2 separate regions of the Mus musculus genome follow, and region 2 is linked to region 1. A link is a contact called in public promoter capture Hi-C data. All regions are on one chromosome and are shown on one strand. Each heading gives the region's core, a stretch centred on a gene start, on an enhancer-like site or on the middle of the called end of the contact. The rest is flanking DNA. Distances are from core to core; before and after follow the strand shown. Region 1 holds the start of Tnfaip2 (tumor necrosis factor, alpha-induced protein 2). Region 2 holds the start of Dio3os (deiodinase, iodothyronine type III, opposite strand).

Region 1 (7,205 bases), core at 4,327-6,826:
AGACACCGGTCACAGTAGCACTAAGCCTGTCTGCCAAGTTCATTCAGAAATGTGACAGGGAGCCCAGTGTCCTGTTTCTTCTCTTTCCTCCTCTCACCACCTGGCCCTCCCCGGCCCCACCCCTAACATTTGGACTCACCACCTCATTGGACAAGAACATGGCCTCCAGCAATCTGATCTGCTTTGGGGGCAGGAGGCTCCCAAGCCCGACACCTTGAAGCTCCTGTGCCAACTTCGGGCTGTTGAGAATATCACTGCGGGCAGAGGGACACCGGCGTGAGAACACAGCCCAGCAGTGGCCGGCCCTGTAGCTTAGCTCAGCCACCTCTCAGCTTCTGATCCTCCCCATCCCCCACCTCCACCCGACCCCGCGCCAGGGTGGGTTCTTCATGTAAGACCACACTCAGTTTAGTTCAAGATGAAGTCATCCTGCATCTTCTTACCCCCCTCCCCATCCACCCCTGCTTTAAACTAGTTTCCCAGACTTCTCGGGGGTTGCCCCGCACCCCCCCACCAGCCCTCTACCCTACCCCACCCCGTTCTCCCTTGCCCAGCTCACTGACGGAGCTCCCTCCTTCCCTCTGCTTCTGACCAGGCCACAAACAATGCCTTCACCCCAGAGCCAGCTTTCAAATCTGATCTTTCTGTCTACCGGGCCTCCCCTTTCACACGGATACAGCACAGCTTCTGACCCCACTGGCCCTTGCCAGCCTGTCCTTCCGCTCTTACCAGGTCAGCCTCTGCTGCTGAACAAGAAGGGCTGCCCTGGAGCAGCTCCATGGCGCTTTCTTGGTGCCTCAAAGTGGCCCAGAGTTCCCAGGGGACCTGCCCAGCCCTGGCACTTCCTAAAGGCCCTTTGTTTGCCGAGAACCTTAAGAAGGACCCTCTCTGTGCCCTTCAGCCATTGGTTGCATTGAGCCACACTTTGGTCCTCCCGGGCCTCAACATGCCTCCCTTGGACTCCATGTTCAGGCTAGCCTTAGCTTCCTGCTTTGCAGCTACACCCTAAGTCAGGAGACCCCAGAATATCACAGAAGCAGGAAGGTGATCAGGCAGGGGCATAAGTGCTTGGCACTTCCTGGTGAGTCAGGGCAAACCAGCAGGAGCTACAGCAGGGCCCAGCTATCTTTGGAAGTCCCTGCCTGTTTTCCCTGTGTCCTGCTGGCTCTTCATCTACCACCCCTGTTGTGTCCTTTCTCCACAACCCCCCCCCCCCCAGGAGGGTGGTTCAGCACCAAGCAATCTGTTCACACACTGCCCAGGCTGTCCACACCCGCCAGCCTTCCTCCTGCACACTTTACACTCAGGTCTGAGGAATCAGTAAGAATCCCGTCTCTAGTGCTGTGATATTCCCACAAGTCACTCTCCCCCAGGCGGTGTGGATGATAGGCACGCTCTGGGACCGTGGAGCCTGGGCCAATCAAAGGATGCTGGAGGCTTGGCCCAGCTGAGTGCCAACTGCTCCTTCCAAACAGCCTCCTTCCTACCTAAGGTGCTCAGGTCTCAATGGACTCCAGGGGTGACTCCATCTGAAGGGTTCCTTGAGGGGGATACCTAATGCTACTCCCTGGTTGCTACCTCTCTTGCTTGGGGCTGTTGAGACACACCAGCTCAGCTCAGCTGCCTGCACATCACTCCCCTTGCCTGGAATGCTGGCCTCCCCACTCCTCCTTCATTGAATGCTCTGTGCCTTCCCTGCCTGACTGTACACCCGTGAAAATGTGGACTGACTCAACACATAAAATACTGCCTGACTCCCCCAGACCAGGACTCTTCTCAAGCCCTGTGCTCTGGCCTCCCCTGTGTCTCCATGTCTCTGTCACAGCTCCTCCTACTCGATTTCATCCCTGTTCTGCTGGGGGGCGGGGTCCTAGAGAACGAATAACAGGGTCCATTTTCTGTTCATTCTTTTCTCCAACAGCAGAACGGGAAAGGTCCGGGAAATAGAAGCGCAAAGCCAACCTGCTGGGTACAGTTCCCAACTCTCTCCCTTCACCCCAGCACCGGTTGGCTTTCAGCTCAAGTGTCTGGCTCTGGTGTCTCAGCACCGCTCCCTGCAGAGGGGACATATCCCACCCACTCCCACTGGCATTGCTCACTTGGGGTAGAGGTTCTGCACCCAGAGCAGCAGCAAGTAGGTATCCCTTTCACACAACTCGAACTGCGCCAAGGCGCACAGGTGGCTGGCGAAGTGGTAGTGGTAGCTTTCGGCGTAGGTGCGCACGACGTTGAACTCGTCGGGGAACAGCGGCTTCAGCCTCTCCACCACCACCTCCAGGTCCTCCTTCATGGTGCGACCCATGTGCAGGAACCTGCTCTCCGCCTCCGAGCGGCCCTCGGGCGCTGTGGCCGGCTGCGCGTCCAGACGTTCCGCTGCCACCTCCGCCACGACGCCCCTCCACCGCTGCAGCCATCGCCGCGGGCGCGTGGCCTCCAGTGCCGCCGCCAAGGGTCCCCCGGACGCCCGCCGGTCCTCGAGCTCCTCCTGCGACACCACGGCTAGCGCCTGGCTCAGCCGCTCGGGCGCCGCCTCCAGCGGCCGCCGCAGTACCCCGAGCACCTGGTCGCAAAGCAGCACGTACAGAGCCTCCACCTTGCTCTGCCGCCACACCAGCTCCTCGTTGCTCATGCCACCCGCCGCTGCCGCAGCCTCGAGCTGCCTCTCCAACGCCAGCACCTGCCAGGCCACCTCCAGCCGCCCGTGCTCCAGGGCCTCCTTGAGCTCCTCCACTGAAACCCAGAAACCCGAGTCAGGCCGACACACACCCGCAGGGACAAGAGGAGGCTGTGGTCCAGGGACGAGGCCAATGTCCCATTCAGGACCGCAGCAGAGAACCCCCTCTCCCAGACTGGTGGCTCGCTTGGCTGTCCTGGCTTATGAGTCCCCCTACACTGCCCAAACCTGGACCAACCCCTTCCTTCCGTTCCAGCCCCAGCTGCGGCCACAGCCTACCTGTGGGCAGTGGACCATCTAACTCGGGCCTGGGCTTGGGCTGCACTTCCAGATCTGATAATCTGGGCTGGTCCTTTTTTTTCTTTTTCCCTTTGGTGAAGACACTGAACATGTTGGCCAGTCCTTTGGACTTCTTCTCCTTCTTCTTCGCAGACTCCTCCTCCCCATCGGGAGCCTCCGGGGATGGCATCAGGTCCTCAGAGGACGCCTCAGACATGGAGGTCTCTGATTCAGCCTCGGATGTAGAGCGTGGCTTTTGGGGGCTTACAGCGAAGTTCAGGGTCCCTGGCACAGACTGCTGGCCAGGAAACCCTTGGAAGAAAGTCACCATCTTCAGCATCACCCTGGCTCAGGCCTGCAGGTTGGAGATGGGAAATGAAGACACCAAAGGCCACAATGTATGGACCTAAATGCACAGCTGCTCACAGCCCAACAGTGTCCCCTCTGTTTTCTCCAGTAAAAACACCAGGACCCCTCAACTCCTGGTCCCCAACCCTCCCCACACCGTGCCCACCAGAACTGTATGTAGTACTCAAAGCTTGTCTCCCTAGGCAAGGAAGAGACTGGAGGCTCCAGAGCTTCCAGGTTGAGGGGCAGCCTCTGCACCTTCTCTGACTCCACCAGACTCTGGGGGCGGAGACAGGACAGGATGATACCCCTTGGGACAGCAAGAACAGGTCTAAGAGTTCACAGCCATGCAGTGGTCACAGAGTCTAGCACCTTTCCTCCTGAGACCAGCACCCCCTCCCTCTGCCCCCTTTCACGGGTCTTTATTTAGTTTTGGGATCACAGAAATCTACCACAAGCAAAGATACAGCTGTTGTCCTGGGACCACAAGAGGAACTGAGCCTGTCCCTTGTAGTACGCTGCTTTAGGATTAGGGGGTCAGACTTCAGACCCTGGGCAAACGACCCCAGGTAACCTTTTACTCGTGAGCAAAGCACAGGCCTTCCTGAAGTCACACAGCAGCTTGAGTGTGGAACCCACACTACCCGCTTTGCAGCCTACCCTGCTTGTTTCCAAATGGGGTGATGCAATTTCCCAAGGCCTTCTGTTTCCCCTCCCTTCCCGGGTGCCCATCCCATCCCATCTCTCCCCAGCAAGTATGTTATTTAGCTTAAAATAATCTTGTGGTCACTAGCTTGAGCTTGGAGGCCAGAGAACATCTCCCTCAAAGGACTGGCTTTTCTCAGGCCTCCACATCCCTGACTGTGTGTGTGGATTGTCAGAGCAAGGAAGACCACCCGAGGAAGCAGGGCTAGCCTGGAGGGAGGGAGCAGGCAGGAGGAGGGCCTTTCTGGTAAACGGTGTGACCCATTACCAGGAGGTGGCTTCCCTGCCCCATCCTTCAAGGATAAAAACCCCAAGCTGTAGCTTCATTTCTTCAAAATGACCTGGCGTGATCCAGGAACAGCTCCCGGTAAGGCAAGTGGGAAGACCCACCATCACGAAGGAGAACCCCGGAAACTGCGGAGGGGAGGTGCTTGCCCAAACACAACACACTTTAAGGGCCCTTTCCCACACCATCTCCGCCTCCACCAGCTCAACTGCCCAGGTTCGGGATAGATTCCTGAGGGGCTTATCTCATAACTGGGGCATGGGTAAAGCACCCTGATTGGACAGAAAGCCTGGGCTCCTCTACCCCAGCTCTTATCATCCTCACCAGGTGCCCTGAGCAGAGAGAGCCCTCTCTCTCGTTAACCTCATGAGGCCTGAGATAGGGCCAGGCAGTTTTTAAAGCCTGTGCCAACCTATCCCACTCGCATGGCAAACACCCATAAGGGCTGGCCTGGCTGATGGAGCTGCTGACCTGAATGTCTGGCCCCAGTTGCCCTTCAGTGTCAGAGGCTATTGGTATAAAAGGGAGGAGCATCTGCGGGCTCAGCTACACTTCTCACCAGGATTAGGGCTAAACAACATTCTTCCTCAGTATGTCTCGGTTTTCCCGTTTGTAAAATGAGAACGAGCCCTCCCCTCACTCCTTTCTCAGTGCTGCTCAGAGGATGTGGCAAAATCAGAAGCCTGGCACTGGGTGGGCCTTAGAAAGCAAGTTCCCCTGTATCCCTGACTGCAGAGGGGAAAGGCAGCAGGAGTAATGAGATGCTGTTTAAAGCATCACCAAGCCGGGCCCGCAGAGGCACGAAGGGGTCTCAGAGACACATGGGAGGGCTGCATCTGGTGGCTGGATGGTGTCACCTCCCTCAATTCTAGACACCACAGAGAACCTCACTGATCTTGCAACTAACTTACTGACTCTTGCCCCACAAGAGATCATCCGGACAGGGAGTCCCGCGGGTGCTGGGACCTTCCTTTTGTAAACCCGAGACTCCCTCACTTTTGTCCCAGTCCCTACAACACTTAAGAAACTTTCGCTGCGCGCGGGGATTCCGGACCCTGGTGTGAGGGGCTCAGAGTAACGCCTGTAAGTCCCTAGCAGTGCGTATGCTGGAGGTCAAGGGACCTCGAAATATCCCGCCCGCGTCCCCTTGGCCACTCAGGGCCATTCCCCCGGCGAATCCTGTCCGACACTCTGTGTCAGGACTGGAAGGGAAGCTACGTAGAGCGGCAGGGACAGAGGCACAGCGGCAGAGGTCACTTACTGTGTCCAGGACAGGACGCCTTAGTCCCGACCCTGGAGGGGCCCTCCTAAAATAGTCGCAGGCTCCGCCCAGACTCTGCCTGCTCCACCAACCGCAACCGCGGAAAATCCGCTGGCGGACGCCTCGGCCCGGCGAGTCCAGTGTTGGGGGCGGGGCCGGGCCGGTAGAGAGAGGGGCGGGGTCACTTTGCTGTTCCCAATAGCCTGGAAAGAGTGGTCTTGATGTGCGTGCACAGGGAGCCACGAGTTCCGCTTAGCGGAGAGCTGTTGTCGCACCACGGTCTCTGATTGGCTACCTAGCAGGGGCGCACGCACAAAGCCTCTGTCCCGCGTCACACAGTCAGCACCTACTTAGGTCTGGGGAGTGCCCTCTTCCATCTCAACGCCTCTGCCAAGTGTTGTTACCGCTCTGAGCACCCCTGTGTCCTTGAAAGTCTGGAAGGAAAGCTTCCCGGAGGAGGTGTCCTAAGGCAGCTGGGCACACGACTGGTAGTGGGACCTCTCAAAACCTCTCATCACCAAGCCTTGAGTGATGGGGCCCATCTTCATCATTATCCTGAGGTTACACAGAAATGACAGACAGCCCTCACCTGAGCCTCCTTCTCCAGGGCTCCCAGTGACAAGATTTTCCAGGATGGGGCTGGGGGTGATCCTCAGCACTCCCTTCTGCGGGCCTTTTCTCGGGGGTCTTTTCTCGGGGGTCTTCCCACCTTGGGGAAGGTGGGGTTGTAGGCTAGTGTAGAAAGGGGAATTTCTGCCCTCTGGAAGATGGGCTCACTCAGGAATTTCCCTGCTAGACACCAGCTTCTTTTTTGCCTCTACTTGGAGCTCGGCTCCTCCCCATCTTTTGTTTGGGCCCTCTCTTCTTTCCCTGCCTGTCTAAGCACAGAGCTTTGAGGAAAGAGGGAAGGGCAGCTGAGTGGGTGGGTTATGTTAAGGGGTTGTCCCTGGAAACCCAGAACTTCCTCTTCCTCCTGGGGAGCAGTGGCCAAGTGCCAGGTTTAAGAAGACTCTCCTCCATCCTATACCATGGTAGGTTGTAGGAGGCAAGAACAGAAGGCTGCCGGGCGGGAGTGGTGCACACATTCAATCTCAGCACTTGGGAGGCAGAGCAGACAGATCTCTGAGTTTGAGGCCATCCTGGTCTACAGAGCAAGTTCCAGGTAGCCAGGGCTACGCAATGAGAGCCTGTCTCAAAACTCAAACCGCACGCTTCCTCTTCTCCCTGAGGTCCTAATGGGTGATATTTCTATTGAGCCTCCAGGGTCCAAGCTGGGTGTTGCCTCTGCTCCACAAGGGAAGACAAAGACCCTAGGACTGTACCCACAATCCCATCCAAATATAGAAAGAGGATGAGAACCCAGGCCTTCTACTTCCAGCCTTCTACCTCCTAGCGGCCTCTCGACACATCGTATGACCTCCCCAGAGTATCCAGCCTCCGCTCTATTGATCCAGCTCCAGATTTCAAACAGATAAGGAAATGGTTGGGAAACTCCACAGGTAGGATTGAGGGACAGAGGAGTCAGGCTTTCAAGAACCCACATCTGTTCAGAGCCTATGGGCTCTGTGGGACAGATGTTGGACTTCCATTCTTGCCCCATGGTGCCCACAGCAGCTTGCTCAGAGCATAGTCAGTAGAAGCCAATGCCACCC
Region 2 (6,693 bases), core at 228-2,727, 1.2 Mb after region 1:
CGTCTGATACGCATATGGGCGGGTCGTCAGGGGGCATCTCCTCGCCTTCACTGTTGAGCTCTACTTCGGGCTCAGGGTGGTCAGGATGGCGACGGCGCAGGAAATGCTTGCGGATGCACAAGAAATCTAAAAGCCAGAGCATGAAGGCCGTGCCTAGGAAGCGCGGGAACAGCACGAGGCACGAGGCGGTCTGGGCGCAGAGCCTCAGCGAGTGAAGCAGCAGAGAGCGGAGCATGGTGGCCGCGGGCCCCGAAGCCCCCGGGGGCCCTTCACCTTCTCCGACCACCAACCTCGAGGCGGCCTGGCGAGGCATCTGGTCCTCGGTGCTCTGGGAGCTCAATTTATAGTCAAAGCTTGAATTGGCGGGAGACTCCACCTCCGACCGGGGCCCGCCCCCTTGCAACTTGAGCCCGGAGGGATCACCCAGAGGCGCGGCCAATGCCCCAGAAATCTTGGGTCGAGGGCGGGCGCAGGCTGGTCGAGGGTGGAGCGGTGCGTCCCGGGGCTGGCAGGGGCGGGCCTGAGTCCCGCAGCCCGCTCTCAGGGGCGGGGGACCCCGAAGCCGCTGTGTCCAGGGACTAGGAGCCCGATCTCAGAGCCAAGCAGTCAGTGGTGGCAATGGTGTAACCCGCGCAAGCGCCTCGCACCTCCTAGGTCCCAGCGGGCGGGTCCCAGCCCGCGCCCTCTTCGCCGCGCACCTGAGCTGAGTTCCCCGGCGGCCGCAGCGCCGCGCCGGAGCTCCGGTTCGCTTCCCGCGCGCCGCCGCCAACGCCGCCCACGCTGCTGCTGCTCGTGCGGGGTCGCTGCCCAGGTACCGCGGGAGTCCAGGTCTGCGGCCGCCGCTCGGCCGGCCCCCGGCTGCAGCCCCGCCGGGGACGCGGGCCCGCGAGGAGGCAACTTTGGGTTCCCGCCGCCTTCCCCGCTCGCCCGCGGGCGCCGCTCGACTGCCGCAGCCCGTCCGCCCGCCTCCCGCGCGCGCTCACACTCGCGCCTCGCACACGGCCGCCCCCCGCACCGCCCCGCCACGCACACCGCGCTCCGCGCCCCCCGCCGCTGCCCGAGCTTGCCGCGCGCCGCCCCAGTCCGCGCCGCGCCCGCCCCGTCCCATCTCGCTCCCGCCGGACGCCGCGGTTCCCGGGTCAGCTGCCCCTCGGCTCCAGCCCGGAGGTGCCGAGGGCAGGGCCCGCGGGTGGGCTGGCGCCCAGCTCGGGAGACCCGGAGAGTCGCGGCAAGCGACGCCGGGCCTCGCCCTCGGCCGGCTCCGGGACGCCCTGGGCGCGGGGCGCTGCGGGCGCGGGGCGCGGGGCAGCGGGCGCGGGGCGGCGCCGGCCCCGGGCGGCTCTCCCACTAGGGGTAGCTGTTGCCTGAACGCGGGAGCGCTCCCCTCTCGCCGCTTGCCTCGCCCGGCGCAGCCCCGGCCGCCGGGCGCACCCGTCCCGTTCGTCCCCGGACGTTGCTCTCTGCCCCGGGAACGTCGAGACTGGAGCGCCCGAACTGAGCCACCTTCGCGAACTCGGAGCGCGGCGGCCCGACTCAACCGCGGAGGCGCCCGGACGCGTAAAGTGCGTACTTTCAACAGGGAACGTGTGCTGAGGCTTTTTAGGGGTGCGGGGCAACTCCCCAACAGCGTGGGGCTCTGGTCGGCTCTGCCACAGCGGCGCAGACCTCCTAATCTGTCTCTGCGCGTGGCGCACTGCTGGAGACTTGGGTTCAGGGGCGGCGGGGCTGCTTGACCTGGGGTCCTCGAGACCCTAAGCAAGTTCCACTTTAGATACACCTCACAATGACCCCTCAGGTCAAGGCCTCAACCCGAAGGCAGCGCCTAAGAATCGCACTCCCTAGAATGCTCCAGCACTCACAGGGGCCTTCTCTGGGGTAACGGGACCCCAGCCGGATACTACAGCTCCAGCTGCTTGCGTCCCATGCATCGCCCTCTCGGGAGAGACCAGCTACCTAACTTTCTCTACCAGAGACCGCGCTGGCGTCTCGGGAGGGTGAGCACAGTCAGACCACTTTCCATTAGCCATGGAACTTGTCCGGAAAAGTCGACCTCAAGTAGCCCAGAGGGCGCCCAGGTAGGCGCCCGCCCTCACCACCTGGTTTCTGCTGTCCTGGCAGGATGCTCTGCCCAGGGAGTCCCTCGGTCGCGGGACCTGTGGCCGCCAGAGCAGCTGGATCTGGAGTGTGCTGCCTGTGAACAGCCTGTGAAAGTGGCTCTTCTCCCTCTGGGTCAGAGGATGTCTCTGCTCTGGGGGCAAGGGAGTAAACATCAGCACTTCCCACCTGAAGGAAGCCATCAGACTCCTTTGCTGTTTCTAGCACTCTTTGTAAGGTCTTTCAGGAGGACTTCAGAAATCTCCCTGAACGTGCCTGGCTGGGGGTTCCACTCATGGTTCTATCCCTAAGCAGGGCTCCTCTGAGCTTACAGATCAACCCCCCCCCCACTCTCTTTCAGACTTAGGTGGTAAAGTGAGAAGAGACTCTGGCTGGAGAGTCTGAGAGACAGATTGGGAGCTTCTGGGCGCTGTCTTGGGTAGAGCAAGAGATAGTTCTCTTCAGCCCAAGATCCCCTCATCTCTGGGAGATACCAGTCTAGGGCTTGTGTCCTGCTTCTTCCTATAAGGACCTGGGACAGGGATATGAGGCCGATCCTCCCCTTCTCGCATTATGTGTGTAGGTGCATATGCCATGTGGCAGCCATAGTCTGGGACAGATAGAAGTCCTTCTGGTCCTGCTCTATGGGACCAGTCACCCCTGAACATCACCCCTTTCTGATATGGGACACTTGGGAAACCCTGCCATCCACATTTCTGGACAGGGGCGGGTGTTGTGTGGGAAATAGGCTACACCCCACACCTCAGGATTCCAGAGCCTTGGATGAAGAACCCAGGCCTTCGACTTCCCTGGCATCCTGTACAGGTGAGGAAAGACCCAAGGGGTGCCAGTGATTCTGGCTTTGGGGACACATACCTGGCTTGACAACCACACCAGTGCTCCCTACCTTTCTGCGGTTCCTCCTCATCTCTATTTTCCTCCCCAGTCCTCTTTTCCCATGCCCTTCAGGGGAGCACCCCTAACTAGCTGTAGTTCTCAGCCTTTCTACCAGTTACTTAAACTATCTTGTCTTGTCCCAGTGGTCTAGAACATGAATACTGGCCCAAGGCCAAGACTCTTCTGAAATCCATGAGGGGTGTAGGCCTCAGTGGACCTGGCAGATTTGGGAAGGGACACAAGTTGGGGTACTTGTCCTGTTTCAAGAGCCGGGGTGGGATGGTATGCTCTGGGCTCTCCTGCCTGCTTTCTCCCAGCTCCAGCAGAGGGCAGACAGGGAGAGAAAGGAGGGATGCACTGGGCTGGGTCCATTTGGTATCTTGGACCAACTTGGTGGAGGAGGAGGGCCAAGGTCCTGGCATGACTGAGGAGGACTGGCCTTTGGCCAGTCTTCCACTCCCAAGATTTGGGTAGTAGTGGTCTGCCAGGGAAGGAGTGCTTAGAGGGCCTGACACTAACCCCTTCATCTCCTAGCCTCCGGGTGGGGTTGGTGTGCAGTGTGTGGCAGGCATAGTCTCTGCCTCCCATTCCCAAGGCTGTCAGGAGACACCCATGCAGGTTGGTGGGTCTTGCCACTGGCTTCTATGTCTCCCAGCCGGGGTATTTCCTACGCACTCAGAAAAGATGGCCCAGCCCCTAGATTTAGAGAAGAGCATCAGAGAATAACAGTCCTGTGCCCTGGGTCTGACCCCATCTCATCATGCCCTGGTTACATGGGCTCAGTCTTCCTTGACCGTCACTCCTGTCGCTCTTGGTCTGCTTCCCCCACCCTGGTCTCTGGACACTTGAGGTTTTCCTTCCTCTGAACTTCCACCCATGGTGTTCCTGTTGCCCTTCTCTTTCCTCCCTCCACCCCTATAGTCCTCCTGTTCTTCTAAAGCCCTGGTCTGACCTGGCCCCACCCTTCCTCATACAGGGGAGCCCACTTTCTGCCTGGACTCTTCTTGAAGGAGCACACTCCCTCTTCCTGGCCCTTCTTCCTCAGTGGCCAGCAGCCTGTTCAGCAGATGCATTTCTGTGTTTGCCCAGCAGACCTCCCAGGCTGGCCCAGGCGGGATCCCTTGGAGAGACTTCTGGGAGGGGCCCAATAAAGCTTTGTGCAATGAGAAACGTGTACAGTGTGGACTTACTGAAAACCGGGTTTGGGGAGAATTTCTAGATGTGTCGTTCTGCCCTCTGCACACGGCGGCGGTAAGCAAGCAAGGTAGGACATGTTGGTGGCAGCAGGCCTGAGTGAGGTCATCTAGGACTGGCTCCGTGGAACATCCCCTTTTGGGTGTGGCATCTAACGAATATGCCCTCCACCTGCCCACTTTATCCCGGTTCCTTTTCTAGGCTGTGCACCGCTCCCTCTGAAAGAGGTGCTTAGCCCTTTCCACTAGTTTGAGAGTGGTCTTTGAGACACGTTTTCCCACCTCTGACTCAGGCCAACTAAGGTGGGCACAGAAATACTCTGAGGAGACAGGGTGGCCAGTAGCTCAGTGATGATCTTGGGCTGATCTTGGAGAGCCAGGGTCTTAGCATCTTGTCAATGTCTTCCTCAGATGTTGCTCCACAGATGTAGAAGGTTCTAGACACCTTGGAAGGACTTGCACTGCTCTTGTCTGCTACTCTGGGGTCCTGTAAAATCCTACCTGTCCCCACCATCTGGCCATTTGCCTCCAGTACTGTCTTACCTGACCTTTCCTGTCTTTCCTTGAGGCCCCGCCCCCACCCTGCAGCCTAACTTAGGCTCTCACTGGGTCCAGACATAAGTAAGCACTCACTGTGGTCTCTGGTATTCTGCTAGCCCTGGGGGACAGGACAATGTGGGTACCTGGGTCCTGACTGGTCTTGGGATGCAGGACTATGCATACAAGACAAATCCTAGCCTACCTGGGGGACTATCTTCTTATATTTCTACTGAGGCTCTCTGGAAAGAGTGGTGGGTTCACCAGCAGCAGACATTGAGTCCCAGGTTCCTTTCCTTATGGCAGGTCTAACATATGAACACATTGAACCACCATGGCACGGAACAACTATGAAGGAACATGGGTGTGCATGTGCACATACGGGTGAGGGTGTGTATCTATATCTGTGATGGTTCACATGGAGTTCAGTTTCTTTCCCACAAGGTATCACAAGTGAGATGAAAGTGTAAACACCGAAGTCAAGACGCCTCCTGTTCAGGGACAGAGTACATCCACAGCATGGGCTTCTCTGAGCAGAGTAGATGTAGATTATCCCTCAATGCTGTTCTGGATATGACAGCAGAGGAGCAGTGGATGAACCAGGCTGCCCAACTGTGCCCATGCATCCCTGCAGGCCATGCTGGTCAGAAGCCTGGTCCAGGCACTGAGGCTCAGAGTGATGAAGTCTGACTCCTTGAAGCACCTTCATCTTGTATGAGTTTATGGACCACCGGAGGAGAAGGCTCATGGTGCAATGGACATCTGGAGGGAGGGGCATCCTTCTGAGATGTTTATCCTTTGGGGGAAGACTACCCCATCACCCCAGCCAGACTGGTTCTTGCTTTTGCAAGTGGAGTGGTAGGTGTATACTGGTCTTCAGGTGTCCCTACATGGTGGGGCCCTGGGTAGGAGCATCATGTACTCACAGAGAGCTCACGAGGATACACAGTGAGTTTCCTGCGTTGGGTGGTATCCTGGAAAGTTGCCACAGGTGGAGGAGTAGCCCCAGCATCTTTGTGGCTCTAATTTGAAGCGTGGAGGGCCTTCTATCTTGGTGCTCTTTCTTGGAAAGGGATCACATACTCTGGCTCATTGTTTCAGGCTTACAAAAGGTTCCTGGATATGTACTGGGGCCAATGACTGTGGACAACTTGAAATGACAGGAAGCATGAAGCCATTAGTATCTGTGCTTTGGTGGAGAAGCCAGCCAAACTGTGACAGCCCCACCAAGGGGTGATAGGTTCAAAGACACTGTAGTAGGCAGGTGTAGAGCTTGAAGTTCAGTTTCTTGGTGATTGGCATTTCTAGGACTCTTGGCCTGGGTCAGGACGTAAATGCCAACTGCCAGGGGCTATCCCCTAAGGGCCAGGACATCTTATCCAAGGGGACACTTGTTAGGGGCCATCCCATTAGGCCAGACTTTTTAATATGAAGGATACTGGCTGTGTGAATCTCTCAGACCTGGGTTCAGATCTTGTATCTGCTGTCTAGTGCCATGTCCTGAAACTTCTGTGGGATGCAATCTGCTTATTTTTGGAGGGAAGTGACGGTCCTTCTTCTTGGTGTCCGTGGGAGTTTGGGATATGGTGGCTGGGGTATGGCCCACAGGAGTTGATCTGCACACATCCTCATCAAGAAGTCATCATGGGTGTGGTCATGGAGTATAGAGTTCTACAAAGGTGGGGCAGGGCGTATAGATGCTGGGAGGTGTGCAGAATTAGGGCCAGAACTAGGATTGATCTTGCAGCTTCTGACAATGGCTAATCCTATCTTTGTTACCTACAAAGCAGGAGCCAGAACAGAGCAGGGGTGGGGACAGGGGTGGGGGGTGGGGGCAGGAGCAGGAGCAAGATTGTTTTCAGGGAGAATTCTTCATGGGGCCTCAGTGCCCCAGGTCCTCTGCATGCCCTACTTCATGACACCCCCAGGGTAGATACTGCAAAGTAGGTAGGGGACAGCTTGAGGGACAAGG

The links. Promoter capture Hi-C pulls out the DNA fragments that hold promoters and counts their contacts.
Region 2: a contact with region 1 is called in a promoter capture Hi-C map of embryonic stem cells. The contact joins the promoter of Dio3os here to the promoter of Tnfaip2 in region 1. A contact is called at or near these places in 1 of 39 promoter capture datasets (embryonic stem cells), 1 of 484 Hi-C or Micro-C datasets (embryonic stem cells) and 1 of 115 datasets of contacts at active chromatin or transcription factors (pancreatic cancer cells).

Annotation. Positions count from the first base shown.
Region 1 is chr12:111,441,032-111,448,236 of GRCm38.p6, reverse strand. It overlaps Tnfaip2 (tumor necrosis factor, alpha-induced protein 2), which reads right to left and starts at 5,576. Exons shown (of 12, transcript NM_009396.2): 1 at 5,554-5,576; 2 at 2,954-3,308; 3 at 2,100-2,730; 4 at 140-254. The coding sequence starts at 3,293.
Region 2 is chr12:110,272,852-110,279,544 of GRCm38.p6, reverse strand. Dio3os (deiodinase, iodothyronine type III, opposite strand) reads left to right here and starts at 1,477. Exons shown (of 4, transcript NR_002866.2): 1 at 1,477-1,562; 2 at 1,796-1,994; 3 at 2,119-2,919; 4 at 3,968-4,161. Dio3 (deiodinase, iodothyronine type III) reads right to left here and starts at 315. Exons shown (of 1, transcript NM_172119.2): 1 at 1-315. The coding sequence starts at 313. Mir1247 (microRNA 1247) reads left to right here and starts at 1,416; the gene lies at 1,416-1,497.